2 separate regions of the Lactuca sativa genome follow, and region 2 is linked to region 1. Evidence: chromatin contacts called from public Hi-C data. All regions are on one chromosome and are shown on one strand. Each heading gives the region's core, a stretch centred on a gene start, on an enhancer-like site or on the middle of the called end of the contact. The rest is flanking DNA. Distances are from core to core; before and after follow the strand shown.

Region 1 (5,384 bases), core at 1,005-3,504:
GGTCATGGAAGCATGTAAAGGTAGCAGCTTTATATTGCTAATGAACCATAGGGACCCAGATCAAGTGTTTGGAGTAAGGGAGTGGCTCTGTGACTCGAGATTATGGAACTTCACGTTGGACTCGGCGAGTCGGGCTAGAGATTTGGCATGAGTCGCGTCATAGGTTTGATTGGATGCGTATTGTTATATGATTGTATGTTTATGTGCACATGGTTGTTGGACTGGGGTTGGGTTGAGGCGGGTCCTGCTTTGTGCTGTAGGCCAACATACCCAGGGTGGACCGGTTATCCCGAAGGCCCAGCAAGCGGTCCGGATAGGCTGTAGGCCCCACGAGGGCGGACCAGAAGTGCCGAGGCTCGGAGAGTGGACCAGACCGACTGAAGGCCCGGTGCGGGCGGACCAGTCATACTGTAGACTCAGAGAGTGGACCAGGTGGGTTGAAGGCCCGGTGCGGGTGGACCAACCACACTGCAGACTCGATGGATATGGCTAGACTCGGAGGGTGGACCAGGTGGACTGAAGGCCCGGTGCGACGGACCAGTCACACAGTAGACCCGAAGTGCATGGCTGTTCTGTTCGGTTATGATATGTTATGCGTGGTATATGTGGTTGGTATTTTGGGGGTATCTCACTAAGCTTTCAGGCTTACAGTTGTGGTTTAATGTTTTTCAGGTACTTTAGGAGACCGTGGCAAGGCGAATGTGTGATCGTACCGCTCCTTATGTTTATGTTTTATGATATGGTTCTGGGAAGACTCTGATAATAATTATATTGAAAACCTTTTTGTAATGACTTAACGAAACTGGATTGTTTTTGAAAAGTTTAAATTTGCTTGAATTTTTAGAGCGTTACAGTATTTAAGGGTGATAAAGCATGTTGCTTTTGGATTACAGTACCATCGTTAGTGGTACTTGGATGAGAAAGTAAAGTGTTATAAAAGTGAAGAACCACAACAACATATGGAGATGTAGGGAAAAACTGATGAATGGTTCTAGGCTTATCACTAGAAAAGGGTTAGTCTTAAATTATACTGAATGTAATCATCATGAAGCATATTTGTGGACAATTATGGTTAAAATTTACTGTCTTAAACGATTTTTGGTATAAACTTAAAATTGAAACATTATTGGTACAAATAAATGGGTATAATTAAGCATTTTCGCCATGGGCAAGAAAAACTGATGGACCGAGCGTGATTGTACTATAATTAGTGATTTTGCAAATTATACATACATAAATTTCCACTAAAAACGCATCTCTAATTGTGTAACAATAGTATTGGTTGCTATTACTAAACATAGATAAAATGAAAAACATACGTATAAAAACTTTACATGTAAAAAACAGTATATATGCATTACTAATGTCAACTTATAGATATTTTTTATAGCAATAGAAAATTTTATAAACATAAAAGCCAGAAAACTGGTAAATAAAACATTTAGATATCAAATTGATTGAACACAAAGTTGTATAATCAATGCTTTAATGAATCTTAGTTAATTGAGGTTTTATGAAGATGGAGGATAAAGACAATTAATTGAAAGGGGAGCATGGAATCTCAATAAAAGTAAGATAGCGATTGTGGGTGGATCTATCCTTGGTCACACGTACACGGAAACCTAGAGCGACAAACTCACTGCCTTTTTATTTATTTTATCATTCCATTTTGCCAATGCCTTTATACTTTCTTCAGTTGTACTCTATGTTTTTGGACTTGTACCTTCCTTTTTAACTTTTCATGTTATATATTATACGAATTTTGTGTGTTTGAGAGGTGTACTCTCCTCTAGATTTGGTATTTGTGGATTTCCAAATACTGCTTTTGAGGGAGAAAATCCTAATTTTTTTATGTTATATTCGTAAATTTTGTAGAATGCAATGTACAGGTTAATTTTGTATAATAAATTTGTACTTTGTGAAATGAGCTTTGTACTTTTTTATTATTTAATTTAGCACTCTTGAGAAAATGAAAGGGAACACAACAAATTCCAGTTGTACGATGTTTTACTGAAGTTGCACACTTGCATTTTTCGTGCATTTGTATTCTTGTGTCTGGAAATCTTACTTTGAGGAAGATTACAGCACAATAAACCTCAAATTATTTTAATATAAACTCCTTTTTCAATGCAATGATGCTTCCATGACTTGTATGTTATGCTGTTGATGTTGTACTTACAGGGTTTTCCTTCTCACATCATCGATCTCCATACAAAACTGAAGATGGGTCACATGGCATGTGAGCACCAACTGTGTCCACGCCCTTCCCTCCTCCTAAATTTATTCTTGTGTTTGACTATTCTTCTCTCTCTCTCTCTCTCTCTCTCTCTCTCTCTCTCTCTAAAACCCAATCCTATTTTCTCTCTCTAAAGCTATTGGTGCTTTGTGCAAATTGAAATAATGGAAGTTGATCACTTATACTGTTAATCTTCTGATAATCAAGAACACCCAACATGTAACAAACTGCAACCTGAAGATGATGCAAGTTTATAGCTTTAACAGATTTAGTTTTGTTTTTATCTTGTTTCTCTCTCTAGTTTGTGTTCATGGTGACGTTGATGAATCTCACCAGCTCTTATCGTTCAAATCTTTGCTTAAAAAGCCAAATCTTTTGACGAATTGGCTGTCTGGAAACCACCCGTGCAATTTCAGTGGCGTTTCGTGCAAAGACTCGAGAGTTTCGTCTATAGATCTTAGTGGGACTGATTTGAGCTCCGATTTCCGTTTAGTTTCTTCGAATTTGATGACACTTCCAAATCTTGAAACCTTGGTTCTTAAGAACTGTAATCTTACTGGTTCTTTGGTTTGGAGTTCGAGATCTCAGTGTAGTCGAGATCTCGTCGCCATGGATTTGGCTGAAAATGGTGTTTCAGGCTCGTTTTCCGAGGCTACCTTGTTGACGGCGTGCCCGAAGCTCAGCTCTCTGAACTTGTCAAGAAACTCGATCGATTTCAATGGCGAGTTGAAACCGATTGGGCTTTCTATTCAGGTTATTGATCTTTCTTACAATCGGATTTCATGGGGGAAACCAAATGTTGTCCAGTGGATCCTATCAAATGGGTGTGGGGAGCTTCGACATTTGTCAATAAAAGGAAACAAAGTCGCCGGAGAGTTGCCGGAGTTCGATTGCCCCAACTTAGAGTACTTAGATCTGTCTGCAAACAATTTCTCATCTGGGTTTCTTTCATTTCGTGATTGCTCGAGTTTACAGTATCTAGATTTATCATCCAACAAGTTTTCCGGTGACATATCTGGTTCTTTATCGTCTTGCAAGCGTCTCAGCTTCCTTAATCTCACTCAGAACCAGTTCGCCGGCGAGATACCATCTTTTCCGGTGGACGGGAGCCTCCAGTTTCTGTATCTCGCCACCAATCATTTCCAAGGTAGGGTTCCTCCACACCTCCTCAATCTATGCCCAATGCTCGTTGAACTGAATGTTTCCGGTAACAACCTTTCCGGCGCCGTTCCCGACGGCTTAAAATCATGTTCTTCGCTTCAACTACTTGATTTCTCCCGAAATAATTTCTCCGGTGAGCTACCCATTGAAACCGTTTTGGAAATTAGTAACTTGAAGACACTGGTGTTATCTTTCAATCATTTCATCGGTTTCTTGCCGGAATCTTTCTCAAAAATGACCAATTTGGAGACTTTAGATTTGAGTTCCAACAAAATCTCCGGCGGAATCCCTTCTGGATTATGTCAAGGTACAACTACAAGTTTAAAGGAGTTGTACCTTCAAAACAATTGGTTCACGAGTCCAATACCTTCAACTCTCAGCAACTGTTCTCAACTGGTTTCTCTTGACCTGAGCTTCAATTATCTCACCGGAGAAATCCCTTCAAGTTTCAGGTATTTATCAAAGCTTCAAGATTTGATTATCTGGTTCAACGAATTGGAAGGTGAAATCCCACAAGAACTCATGTACATTCAACCTCTCCAGAATCTCATTCTTGATTTCAATTATTTAATTGGGTCAATCCCACCGACATTGAGCAACTGCACCAATCTCAACTGGATTTCTCTTTCAAACAATAAATTATCCGGCGAGATTCCGGCGTCCCTTGGTAGTTTATCAAATCTAGCCATTCTAAAGCTCGGGAACAACTCCTTCTCAGGCAATATTCCGTCAGAACTTGGCGATTGTAAGAGCTTAATTTGGTTAGATCTCAACACCAATGAATTATCCGGGACAATCCCACCTGATTTGTTCAAACAATCCGGCCAAATTGCTGATGCTTATCTCACCGGAAAACCATATGTTTACATAAAGAACGATGGGAGCAGCCAATGCCATGGTGCCGGAAATTTACTGGAATTTGGTGGGATTCGAGAAGACGATCTGGGTAGGATGTCAAAGCGACATCCATGTAATTTCACTAGGGTTTACAAAGGAATCACTGAGCCAACATTTAACCATAATGGATCGATGATGTTTCTTGATCTTTCCCATAATAATCTTCATGGCAACATCCCCATGGAGCTCGGGGCAATGTTCTATCTCTTCATATTGAATTTAGGCCATAACAATCTCACCGGTTCAATCCCTCAAGCACTCGGGAGTTTAAAAAACGTTGCGATCCTTGATTTATCATATAATTATCTCAACGGATCAATCCCGAATTCGTTAACCAGTCTCACATTGCTCGGTGAGGTTGATTTATCAAACAACAACCTTTCCGGATTGATACCCGAATCAACCCCATTCGATACATTCCCCCAAAAAAGTTTCTTAAATAACTCCGGCTTATGCGGGTATCCTTTACCCAAGTGCAAGCAACCTTTAGCTGCCGGTTCCGGTGGCCGGAACCGGCGACAAGTCTCCCTCGCCGGAAGTATCGCGATGGGGTTGTCATTCTCCATCTTCTGCATCTTCGCGGTGGCGATGGTGGGGGTGGAGATCAAGAAACACCTACAAAAGAGCGCCAGAGACTCGGATTCCGCCACTGAAGGTGGCGGAAACTCATTATCTGGCGGCCAGAGGAGCGGCGCGTGGCGGCTCACAACCAACCGCGAGGCTTTAAGCATAAGCCTCGCGGCGTTTGAAAAGCCGCTAAAAAAGCTTACGTTTGCTGACCTCCTGGCCGCCACAAATGGGTTCCACGACGAAACCCTAATCGGGTCCGGTGGGTTCGGCGACGTATACCGGGCCGAGTTAAAAGACGGGACCACAGTCGCCATCAAGAAACTAATCAACGTAAGCGGTCAAGGCGACCGCGAATTCATGGCCGAAATGGAAACAATCGGAAAAATCAAACACCGTAACCTCGTACCGTTACTAGGATATTGTAAAGTCAGAGACGAACGGTTATTAGTATACGAGTACATGAAATTCGGAAGCTTAGACATGGTTTTACAAAACCGATCAAAAACCAGGATCAAATTGG
Region 2 (5,384 bases), core at 1,004-3,503, 260 kb before region 1:
AGTTTATTTAGATTTCAGTTTATTTTAGTAGCTCGCAGATGTTAAAAAAAACAAAGTCTTCTTTTTTCAGACTGCAGACGTTTGGTCCACCTCTTCTACTGCAGAGGTCTATAGATGTGGTTCACAGACTGCAGACATTTTGCCTCAGAAAAAACAAACAACACCTAACATGGATAATACTTTTTTTTATTAACAAGACAAGTTACAAAACCGAACAGATTGTAATTACAAAATCAAAAATCGAACAGATCGTGAGTAATTACAAAATCAAAACTGATGTTATCAGTTTTTTCTTATATTCATTGTCTTATCAGTTTAATTTTATGTGTTTCAAATTTTGTTGTGTTAGATAATCGTTGGTAAAGTTTGAAAACACATGTTTGTAATTTGAAATTTTGTAATATTTTAATGAAAGAAAAATCTTGGAAACGAGGGGATCCTCATTTCCCATTGGGGATGATGATAGGGTTGATTTTTTCCCCTTGTTAGGTTAGGATAGACATCGGTAATTTGTTACCGTTAGCATGTGGGGAAGATGTAAGGAGTTTAGTTTTATTCTATTTTTGTTAAAAGGTTCAAATATTAATATATTAACAAAACTAGTTGTGAAACCTGTATAATTATACGGGTTAATTAAAACATAATGTTAAATAGAAGCGATTAAATGAGAAGTTTATTTGAATTTAAAATATGAAAGAAGTGAAAATTATGAAAAAAAAAAACATACAAAAAATAAATTAATTAAAATTATGTGTTTAATTGTTAGACCCGTGTACTAAACGAGTTATTATAATAAAATGTTAAATACAAAGGTTTAAAGTGTAAATTTATTTGAAATTGAAATTGAAATTTCAAATTTCAAATTTGAAATTAATAGTTATTATAGTAGGTGTAATTTATGGAAACTAAATTAATGATATAGTGGAAATGAATAATGAAGTAATTGACAAGTGGGAAATAAATATATTTCAAAATTATGACAAAATGACATGTGACAAATTAAATGAGAGAATGACAAGTGACAATAACATTTTCATTTATTAGGGTAGAAAGTTAAAGTATTAGTATATTGATAAATTAACAATATCTGAAATTAAATTTAATAAAAGTAAGTCATTTTTTGGTATATGGGCAAAAAAAAAAACTACACTACTTGTTAGACCTATTACCAATCTGTTTAGACATAGTTGATTAGCTAAATATGAGGGTATATTGAAATGTTACTTGTTTTTTCAATTTTATGTTCAGAAGCCAAAAAAATGTAGTCCGGAATATGAAATCTTAAATCGGAATACAAATAACTACAATAGTCCGAAATGACATTGGATATTTAAAACGGAAACCATAGAATGCTCTTTCAAGTCTTAGATACCTTGAAGAGATAGTTTTATGGTGCCAGAAGCCAAAAAAAATGTAGTTTGAAATATGAAACTCTAACCAAAAATATAAATAATAAGTTTGGAATGACACTGATTTTTCGAAGCGAAAACCATAAAATGCTCTTTTTAGCCTTATATAACTTTGCAAACTAGTTTTAGGGTCTTAACATGTATATGTTTATTCCCTTGTATTTAGCTAACCTTTCAATATCTTCAAAATGAGTTGTTTAATTCTTAAATACAACAAGCTGTTCGGAACATGATGAACAAGAAGCGATGAACAATAAATAGTCAGAATGTTGTACTCCAAAATGTTGTCGAAGATTACTGTTTTATTAAAGAAAAATAAAAGATTAAACTAAATTTTATTTCAACATGATTAAATGTACGACAATTCTTTTGAACATGTCTCGCAAACATAATTTTGGTGCAATTATTATTAGTAAGTTACAACAACGACTAACATGCGAGAATCTAACCAACAATTATGCTTTGACGGGTGGTTGGATATTCAAGCCGGCATAGAAGAAAGACCCTTTGTTTATGCATTATGTGTACATATAACCAAATACATTACAATTTGCAAATTATAAACCTTAAATTATAACAAAATATAATACATTCGGAAACATTCCCTAAAATAATAAAATGAAAGATATAAATAAATACATAAAGGTATGACAATTATTTCAAGTATAATAGGGACTAAACCAGGAACATACCAAACCATAAGGATGGTCAAATTTAAAAAAAAAATTAGGTACTAAACATGTACATTAACCGAAACTACAAGGACTATTAGTATAATTTACTGAACATATTATTATTATAATTTATAGATATAGATATTCTCATATTTGAAAACAGCAGGTACCGGTATTGAGGCAGATGGTGAGGATCTCAATTCTCAAACGGTTTCGGGATGATGACAGCTTTCTGCGCCCGCCAAATCCAAAGAAGAATTTGTTCCCTAGCACTCAAAACCCCCCTCGTAATCACAGCCCCAAATCCGATCCCAACGTCAATGGATTCCGTTTCTCGTCCTTTTCCCCATCAGCCGGCCTATCCATCATCAACCCATTGTCTTTTCCTTCGATTCTTCTATCCAATACTAACTTCACCCAAGCTAGTGTGTTCCCATTTTGCCAATCATCATCATTATCCTTGTCTTCTCACAATCTTGCTTTTACACGCCACCTTATGTTCATAGCATTGTTGTTTGTTCAGCAGCGGCATCAATGATGCCTTGAGAAGTCAGTGTTTAGTGCTCTTCACGTACTCGGTACTCCAAAAAAATCCCACGTATGGGTTGCGTTCAGGGAAAGCCCTCACCAACTTATAATCGCCAACAGTCTCGTGGTGGTGGCGGCGGCGGCCTCCATAAGTTGAAAGCTGATAATGGGTATGTTACAGGCGGAATTGGGGGAAAACCCAATGCTGCACAGAAACCGTTTGTTGAAATGCCTGTGAAGCAGAATAGTGTAAAGAAGAACAATAATCAAGTTGATGATGGTAATACGAGGAAGGAAGGAGGAGGTCAGAATGATATGAAGATTAATCAAGAAGGAATTGGGAATGTTTCTCAGAGAATTGTTGTTGGTAAGAAGATTGGTTCAGACGATTTAATTGATGGATGGCCTAAATGGCTTGTTGATAATATTCCAAGAGAAGTTTTGGCTAATCTGGCATCTAAAACCGCTGATTCTTATGATAAGCTTGCTAAGGTAAGTACATAATCTTGACTAAATCGTTTCAAATATGTATTCTTTTCATGATTCATGTTCATTATCAAAATATTTCTTTGTGTTGTGATTGTAGATAGGCCATGGAACATATAGCAATGTCTATAAAGCTCGAGATAGGGACACAGGAAAGATTGTTGCTTTAAAGAAAGTTCGTTTTGACACATCAGAGCCAGAAAGTGTGAAGTTTATGGCAAGAGAAATTATCATTTTACAGAAACTAGATCATCCAAATATTATCAAACTTGAAGGTCTTGCAACATCTAGAATGCAATATAGTCTTTATCTAGTCTTTGAGTACATGCTATCAGACTTAACCAGAGTTATTTCTCGTCCAGAAGGAAGGTTAACAGAACCACAGGTCAACTTTTAACACTTTCATCCTATTAAAACATTGTAATTTGAAAAATCTATCCATTTATAGCAAAGTTATACATATACAAAACAATTTTCATTGCTATAATTGGATTTATTTTTCAAACTAGTTGTGAGACCCGTGTTGATTAAAAAAGGTTAAGAGATAATGCACTAACAGGGGAACATAGTCACTTATGTTTATTTTTGTACATATTTAGTCATTTATGTTTTTTTTGTACATGCTTAGTCACTTATGTTTTATATTTTGTACACATATGACCATTAACCGTGATTGTCAGATGTGTACCAAATAAAAAAACATAAGTGACTAAATATGTACAAAAAACATAAATGACTAAATGTATACAAAAATAAACATAAGTGACTAAATATGTACACACTCTAAACTATGTTACCCTTTTAGTGCATTATCCCAAAGGTTAAATATGAAGGTGTAAACATTAAGCATGTTTAAAGTGAAATTTTGAAATAAATACGATAGAAATGATGAATACGTAAGTACTTTAATCTATAACAAAAAAAAACTATTGACATATTTTAAAGAATTGTCCTGAATCACAAATTTTTGAAGACTTTTTTGAATTTACAAGGAAAGTGAGTCAATTATTGAATTTATAAGGAAAGTGAGTCAATTACTGAATTTTAGAAATTAAAAGACATCTCACCACATGTCATCTTGTGGTTATTTTCAACTAGTTGTGAAACCCGTATATTATACGGGTTGATTAAAACAAAATGTTAAATAGAAATGATTAAATAAGAAGTTTATTTGAATTTGAAATTTGAAATAAATAAAAATTATGAGAAAAAAAACATGCAAAAAATAAATAAATTAAAATTATTGTTTAGTTATCAGACCTGTATATACTAAACAGGTTAATTATAACAAAATGTTAAACACAAAGGTTTTAACTGTAAATTTATTTGAAATTAAAATTGAAATTTAAAATTTAAAATTTGAAATTAATATCATTATGGTAGGTTTAATATATGGAAACTAATTAATAATATATTAGAAATGGAAAATGAAATAAATGACAAGTGGAAAATAAATATATCTCTAAATTATGACAAAATGACATGTGGCAAATTGAATGAGAGAAAGACATGTGGCAAAATCATTCTTATTTATTAGGGTAGATTAAAATTTTTCCACATGGCATTTTTTGGGTTTATTGCCTTTTCTTATTTCCTTTGTTTATTGTTTATGTAAAAGTGAATAAATTATTGAATTTATAAGGAAATTGAGTCAATTACTGGATTTTTGAAATTAAAAGACATGTATCACATAAACAATAAACAAAGGAAATAATAAAAGGCAATAAACCCATAGAATGCATGTGGAAAAAATCTAATTGAAAATAACTATAAAATGACATGTGCCAAAAAAGATTCTCATTTATCAGTATAGATAACAATATTGTAACAGGAAAAAAAATCGAAAGCACAATGCTATAAATGGTCAAATGGACAACTTTCTTCAAAATAAACTTCTTAATAAGAAAAAAAAAATGAGAAAAAAACCACAATGCTGTAATATAAAGAAAATGGAAGTAGTATTTGTTTGTTGCTATTTCTAATACATTCCCCAAGAACTTTTGTTACAGAATTTGATTTATTTTGTAAAAAAAAAAAAAAAAAACAGGTGAAGTGCTATATGCAGCAGTTGCTCTCTGGTCTTGAACACTGTCACGAAAGAGGGATTTTACACAGGGACATTAAAGGATCAAACTTGTTGATAGACAAAAATGGAAAGCTGAAAATAGCGGATTTTGGGCTTGCAAATTACTACAATCCAAAACAAAAAAAACCTCTGACAAGCCGAGTTGTGACACTTTGGTATAGAGCTCCAGAATTGCTGTTAGGCACTACAGATTATGGAGTT

The links. A called contact is a pair of places that touch in the nucleus more often than the background predicts.
Region 2: a Hi-C map of leaf shows a contact between it and region 1, with 7 times the contacts expected there. The contact joins the promoter of LOC111882482 here to the promoter of LOC111882481 in region 1. A contact is called at or near these places in 2 of 4 Hi-C or Micro-C datasets (both in leaf).

What each region holds. Positions count from the first base shown.
Region 1 is chr4:290,672,847-290,678,230 of Lsat_Salinas_v11, reverse strand. LOC111882481 (systemin receptor SR160) reads left to right here and starts at 2,254. Exons shown (of 1, transcript XM_023878847.3): 1 at 2,254-5,384. The coding sequence starts at 2,477.
Region 2 is chr4:290,934,443-290,939,826 of Lsat_Salinas_v11, reverse strand. It overlaps LOC111882482 (probable serine/threonine-protein kinase At1g54610), which reads left to right and starts at 2,253. Exons shown (of 7, transcript XM_023878849.3): 1 at 2,253-3,103; 2 at 3,198-3,482; 3 at 5,145-5,384. The coding sequence starts at 2,684.